Linked DNA regions of Anas platyrhynchos: region 2 is linked to region 1. A link is a contact called in public Hi-C data. All regions are on one chromosome and are shown on one strand. The core of a region is the stretch at or near the end of the contact, and the rest is flanking DNA. Distances in the headings are between cores, read along the strand shown. Region 1 overlaps JADE1 (jade family PHD finger 1). Region 2 overlaps JADE1 (jade family PHD finger 1).

The links. Hi-C and Micro-C count contacts between places; a contact is called where the count stands out from the background.
Region 2: a contact with region 1 is called in a Hi-C map of F1 follicle, with 3 times the contacts expected there. The contact joins two enhancer-like sites. A contact is called at or near these places in 4 of 8 Hi-C or Micro-C datasets (F1 follicle, F5 follicle, skeletal muscle and 1 more).

Annotation. Positions count from the first base shown.
Region 1 is chr4:44,048,577-44,052,107 of IASCAAS_PekinDuck_T2T, forward strand. All of the region lies in intron 1 of JADE1 (jade family PHD finger 1), which reads right to left. Among named protein-coding and RNA genes, the nearest start is that of JADE1, 58 kb to the right of the region's middle. Within about 2 kb of position 1,390, at least 2 of the 8 cell types and tissues checked have an H3K27ac peak or open chromatin away from gene starts, as enhancers often do. A contact at or near this core is called in F1 follicle, where this site is marked.
Region 2 is chr4:44,098,398-44,101,864 of IASCAAS_PekinDuck_T2T, forward strand. The region is part of intron 1 of JADE1 (jade family PHD finger 1); the gene reads right to left. Among named protein-coding and RNA genes, the nearest start is that of JADE1, 8.0 kb to the right of the region's middle. Within about 2 kb of position 2,059, at least 2 of the 8 cell types and tissues checked have an H3K27ac peak or open chromatin away from gene starts, as enhancers often do. A contact at or near this core is called in F1 follicle, where this site is marked.

The sequences.
Region 1 (3,531 bases), core at 140-2,639:
CACGTGTCTGGCTTTTCAGCACTTTCTTACAGGTTTTAGTGGAAATCTGTTGCTGCAGCAGTATCTGCCACAATGTTTTCACTTTTTTTTTTATTTTTAATTTGATTAGTATCAGTTACTCCTTTAATGTTTGCAATCTTTTTCCATTAATCTTTGCAGAGTCTCATCCTACACAAAGGCAGAGCTAATGAACTCGAGTTTCTCCCCACTATAAAGCTTAGTCCTACTATCAGTTGGAACTCAAACCTTCTTCTTTTGCTCCTTTTAGCCACCCCCCCCCCTTTTTTTTTTTTTTTTTTTTTTTTTTTTTAAGAACTTCCATTTTCCCCTTCTTGCCTTTCAAGATTAGAAACCTGAGGGGAAAAACACAGCATGGATCCAAACCAACAGTGTCAATATTTTAACTTGCATTTAATCCTAAAGACAACTTTCACAACTCCTGGGAGAGATGCATACATTGCAGAGAGGCAAGACATGCACATTTGGGCCATATCCTGTTCAGGTCCGTTTTGTCTTCACTTGGCCTACACACGAGTGATGGGAAAAAAATCTATTTTGCCTCATGCACATGTAAATCTCTATTACTTACAAATTGCTTATGTATAATATTCTTAACCACTGCAGAAATAAAACTTGCTCACATGGCTTATGTATGTACTACAGAGAAACATAATTGCCCCAGTTTTGTCTAATTCAAACACATCACTTATGGCAACATGGCATCTGACCACCACACAAAATCATCCACAAAAATTAATTTTTGCTCTTGCTTTTTTTTCCTTCTTCATAATGACAAGAGCTGACTTTAGGTGTGTTTGGATTAGAAAGATCAGAAAGACTAGACTTGGGTAGCATGTTATTTCCTTTTACTCTGAAGCAGAGGTTTACGGCTACCGTCACTGCAGAGTCAGAGGCCACACTCCAAAGATGTGCTTTTTCCAGCACTCACAAGCCTCATTCTTGTGGTTTACAGTTCCTTGTTTTATTGAAATGTAGCTGTTTGGAGAGGTGACTAGCTGTATGTGTATGTGTAAGACCCAGTAAGTACAAGCTGTGCTGTTAAGGGATAAGGAGGGGAACAGATGAAAAATGAGTTCTCAGAACTCAACTTTCTATTTACCGTGTTATCAAGCAGGGTGCTTGCAACTGAGAGACTAGAGTAGTCTTTTTAATGACAAAACTTGAGAAGTAGAGATAATGTTTATTTTATGTGTGGGTAAGCAGGGGCATACGAAGGTTAAATCACTTACATAAGTCACATGTTAAGTCAGCATTAAAACCAAGAATAGAAACCAAAAGTCATGCCTCCCAGTCCAAAGCTTCTAATGATTAAACTACATCCTTTCCTTTGGCCTGCTACATAGCACCTATCAGAGTACAAAGTATACCTCCATGACACTTTGATGTGGTATCTTAAAATACTTTTGCAAATCAGACATGGTCATCTCATGGATATGCAACAGTTTACATTGTGCGTTCATCTCAAAGTGGAGTGGTAGCAGGCACCCTCAGAACATACTGAATTCCAAAATCGAGAAGTACACCTACTGAAATCAAGTGCTTCCAAATTACTCTTATTGAAAAGTGGAAGCTGACGGAAAACCGGTAGAACAAGAACCTCAAGGGAACAACTATAAGCAGGCAGTTAACTTGCGAGTCTGAGAGTTAAGCAGGATCAAGTTGATGCATCACCTTTAAAGTAAACAACACAATTTTGTACATGATGAGAGAAGTAATTAGCAGCCCAGGTAATGCCCTCAGTACAGGAAGAATGGATTGTGAAAACCTCAGGCAAATGACAGTTCAGTAGCTACAGATCAAATCTGAGTTAAAGTATACACACGTGCCTACCTGGCAGCTCATCAAGCAACATTACACTGTCTAATCTAAACGAACTTCAGCTTCAATATTAAATTGTGTTTGTGCAGGCAGAAATCAACCAGTGAAAGAAAGGCACTGTGACAAGATGCGTACAAGAGTTCAAAGGAATCTGATTACAGATTTTCTGATTGCAGTGTTTCTTGATAACTGGTTGCTAGCAGCGGAGTTGTGGTACCAATTCATTGGGGAAGTACTACAAAATCCCCCCCCCCCCCCCGTAACAACCTAGCAGCAAAATGACTTAAAGAAAAAGTGACAACTTCAACTCTGGATCCTAAGAGTTGGAAAAAGATTAAACGGGGGAAAAAATAAAAATAAAAACAACTGTTGAAATTGCTCCAAGCAGCTTATGATAACATTTCTGGAAAGACTAGAAACCTTGGAAGGAGCCTCCCATGTGGTCCTTTTCAGTTCCACGTAGTATTTATGGAATTGCTTCAGCATTACTTCTACCTGTGGTCTCTCCTCAGACAGCCTCCTCCAAATGCTATGATTCACTGTTCAAGGAGCTTAGAGCTCATACCAGACCATGAGAACTGAGGTCTTCCACAAGGCCTGAGAGATTATGCAGCCTCCACAGCAGAAAACTGACCTAAAACAATTGGACATAATGCAGAGGACGTATTCTGTCTATCCTTAATAGGGGCATCTACCTCTGCTCATTTTACCAGCTTATCTGCTCCCCTGCTTGAAACCAATCCCCCATAGGGTATGTCAATCACAATTTTGACTAAAGTCAAATTTTCTCCCTGAATAGTTAGAGATCCACTGATTTCAGTGCTTTCAGTTGCAGCAGTCTTGAAACCTACTTCAGGTATTAGTAACTTTATGTGTATAGTACACAGATAGGAGGTAACAAGGGTGTAAAGCAGCCACTACTTCTAAATAAAGAAAATGCTAGTCAAACAAACAGGCAACTGTTGTTTACTTCAGCTATTTTCCTTCACCAGCAGTATGTTTTAGAAGTCATTCAGTGTTTAACACAGAAAAAATGATTGAGAGAACTAAAGTAATTCTTTCTTTTTTTTTGTAGCAATGTTTATTGCTGAATTTTTCCACAAGTTTCACTGCTTAAGCAAGCAAAAAAAAAAAAAAAAAAAAAAACAAAAAACAGTTTAGTAAGTCTTAATCGGCATAAACATAATAAAATCTACCACATATACTTCCATTTCACTATTGAAATATTCAGAGGTTCAACACTACCGAACAGAAGTAGGAATAGGAGGATAGAGGTATCCAGGAGAAAGGAACCCTTGCTCAACAGGGGAGGTTGAGTCCAGTGCTAACCTCCCTTCCTCCCTCCCTCCTCCACCTCTCTCGCCCAAAAGAAAAAAAAAAAAAAAAAAAAAAAAAAAAAAAGAGTGGGAGGAGGTATTGGGCTAAACATGGCATTTCATCTTGAGTATCAGTGGGCCACATAAACTTGCAGCAAACGGCCCTTCCTGACACTCTTTATCTGGTTTGCATACCCAAACACAGTCCACACTTATGCCTCCATTTTGCTAAGAGCTTATCAGAAATACATACTCAGTGTAAAAAAATAAAAATAAATAATTATAAATGAAAACACACAAACATAAGAAAACTCACTTTACCTTATCAGATGTGGAAAATCATTATCCATTGTATCTATTTTGCAAATAAAGATAT
Region 2 (3,467 bases), core at 809-3,308, 50 kb after region 1:
TGACAGAAGCCCCACCTTAAAATGCTGGCAGCACTGCCCCTGGCTTTACAAGGGACTGTGGTGCACATTTCAAAGGTAAGGGTGACAAATTCAACCTTTTGTACCTAAGCCTATGTCTAGATACCAAAACATGGACATAAACATCTACATACATGGTTTGATTTCCAGAAGACCCAAAGTCTTTTCTAGCCGAGGGGCTCCCTAACATGCACCCACAGCTAGACTGTAAATGGTTTGATTTTTAGAAGTGCATGTGCAAACCACTTCCATTTAATGCAGTGGGAGCTGCTGTGGAACTCCAGCTTATAAACCTAAATAGTTACCATGGATCTCCAGCTTATAAACCTAAATAGTTACCAAGGGTTTTACTCGAAATCATGGGACATTCTCTGGAAGAGGTGTGGTTTTTATTGTTGTTTGTTTTTGCACAGCCTACCAGTGTCTGAAAATAACAGAAAAAGTGTATGAGTTAAGTCAACCATGAGAAGTGGTTTTGTTTATTTTTCTTAGGTTTGGCAAGTAAAATAAATACTATTCTAGAACAAAAGACAGCACTTGAGCTTTCCTTCCAAGAAATAATTATATTTGCAAAACAATATCAGGAGAAAGATCTTTTTACTCAATAGGTAAAGTAAATTGGACAGTCGTACAGTCTCAAAACCTCTCTTTGCTCAAGATCTGAACTCCTACTGCCTGCTGCTGTTCCCATGCACATCCTAAATATTTATAAGACAGAAAGAATGGCAAAGGTTAGGGAATCCTAAGCATGGACATCACAAAAAAGAAGACACTTCAGTTGTGTTTAACTTGTGTTTTAAACAGAAGAACCCAAAGCTTCTACAGCATATTACACACAAACCCTTGCTCCAGGACAGATTTCATGCCAGATGCAGATCACAAGAAAGGAGATGCCTAACCAACCCCTTCTGCAGTAATAACCAAAGCTGCAGTCTATATGAATTGTGCCTACTCAGACCAATTCCTCAACCACATAAATCTTGATGCTTAAGAGACAGCATAAGACAGACAAGCAATCCTGAACTCCCTCTGAGAAAGCTGCTATGAAAACAGAGGTTCAGAAATGAAGCATTCCACATCCTTTATTCCACATTCCTAGCCAAACGTTTTATGCATCTATCTGAAAGGTTACAACCTAAAATTTAGAAATTAGACTACAGAAATGAAAGCCTGCTGACTAACAGTTTACAAAAGCAGCTTATCTGTGTATTCCAAACGGCACTTGCAGTTTCTAAAGAGTCTTGCAATCATGGTTTGCTTTTTTCATGTTCAGGCACATTGCAAAATAATTTAACATCTAGGGTGTTTTAGTCTGTCTCATTGCTTGGAAATCCTCACAGACTGATGTACAATCAGTTGTCTAGGCTCAGAAGGAAAGCTACCAATACTCGGGTATGGAGGAGATTAACCACAGAAATTTCTCCCATCAGGATGACTTCCTAAAGAGGGAATCTGTAACCGCAGCTGATTTGTGAGAGACATTTCTTCAAAAACACAAAATTATGTACCATTAAACAAGAGCCCAAAGAGTTCCACAAACATGAAATCTTGATAAATACATGAGGTAGAAAAATAATATTTTAAAATATTTTGTAAATAGTATAAAGAAATTGCAGATCAGTTTAAAATAGAGTTTCTGTAAAGCACCTTAGGAAGTTACAGCTCAAAAAACAATTACTGAGTTTTTTTCCTCATCTGTTTGAGAGAGATTTTTGCTTTAACAGAACTATTTCCAGGCTGTCCCTATAAAATGGATCCGCCTGACATTGGGAGATTTTACACAGCTCAAGGCAAACAAGGTTAGGAGTAAGAGAGAAATTCTGCCAGCTTCAGCTGCCACTGTATGCAAGTTGAGAAGCTATTTACTCTGTTGTTTTGAACACTTGAAGGTTTGTAGGGATAAAATCCTGGCAGTCAGCAATTCAGCTGCAGATATTTTACATATATGAGTCCTTATTTATATTCTACCCCTGACACAAAGTAAGCAACAGAAAACATGAAGTGAGCTGTAGGCAAACAGTACTCTGTCCGCAGAGGTCACGTACAGACAAGCCCATCTCCATTATCAGGAGGACTAAACAAGTGTTCTTTGAATCCTTCACACTCGTAGAGAGATCCCAGGTCCTCTTACTGCCAGAGTCAAGTGTTCCCAGGATCCAAGAGCTTGCTCTTCGGGAGCTGGTCGTATACTAACTCCAGGAAGTTGCAGAGCACTGTTCCAAATCCTGTTTATGCCAAATGGCGTGGTGTAACTTCAGAGACTTAAGGAGTACTTTCAGTTCTCTTGAGAGTGCTGTTGTTTCACCAAGGATTCTTTTCATTGTTCTCTGGATACCTGAATGTATTCTAATTACAATCTGAAGTTCAAATAAATTAATTGAGAGATAAAAGATGTTTATTTCTATTTATAATGCATTTGTGTGTACAGACATTTTAATTAGTTATGTCAGACTATTTATTTTGTACACATAAATATGTCAACATTTTAAGCAGCATAATTAAGGTGAGAATTATTTTGTTCTTATTTGATACATTTTCATTCATTAAGGGAAATTAAAAAAAAAGACACCAATACAGTCTTGGAGGATCTGGGGCCCAGTGCTTACAGATGCCTGTTAGAGAATACTGTATTTTATAACTAGTAGTCAAAATGTTAATTTAGATACTCCAGAAGAGACACAAAGTAAACCTACAGCTGATAATCAGATCTAAATTTTCAATAAGTGCCAGTATAATGCAAAGTACACTTTTCAAATGCTGTTTACATCCTACTGTTTGCCACCTACACACTGTCTTTTAGCTGACCATCAGGAAATATTTGAACATGAAAGCTTGCAGTGCTCTTTTGAAAGCTGACTAATAGTGATTATTAGGAATTATCAATATTATTCATTCCAACATTTGGCAAAAAAAAAAAAAAAAAATCACATTTTCATTTTAAAAAATAACAAAAATGAGGAATAAGTTATAAGCTTTAGCTTAGGTGTCCCTATCATTCTTTTCTGCACAATACTGAAACGGGCTTGACTCTCCCCATCCCTTCTGTACTTGCTGTTAAAGCAAAGCTGCTGGATCAGCTCGGCTGCAGGCTCCTCTGACTTGGATATCCAACAAGACCTCACATCCTTTTGGAATGAGGCCCGCTTGCCTTTCTCATTTTACCAGCCCTAATATAACCACAAGGTTATTCTCCACTCTCAAACTAAGATTTGGCCCTTCAACACTTTGTGTCACGCTAAGTAAGCCATTCCTCTTTAACAAGATTACCCTTTGATTACCTCTTTGGAAGGCAATAGATCAATCGATATTAATAAAATCATTTAGACAGAGGCTTTAGTATCCAAATGTATGTATTCCAAATTGAATTTCACTTTTACCTTTAAGTTCTTTAATATTTTTAGTAAGCAGTCTGTAGAAGTGAGTAGCTTGTTAAGTGCCAATTGCTTCAT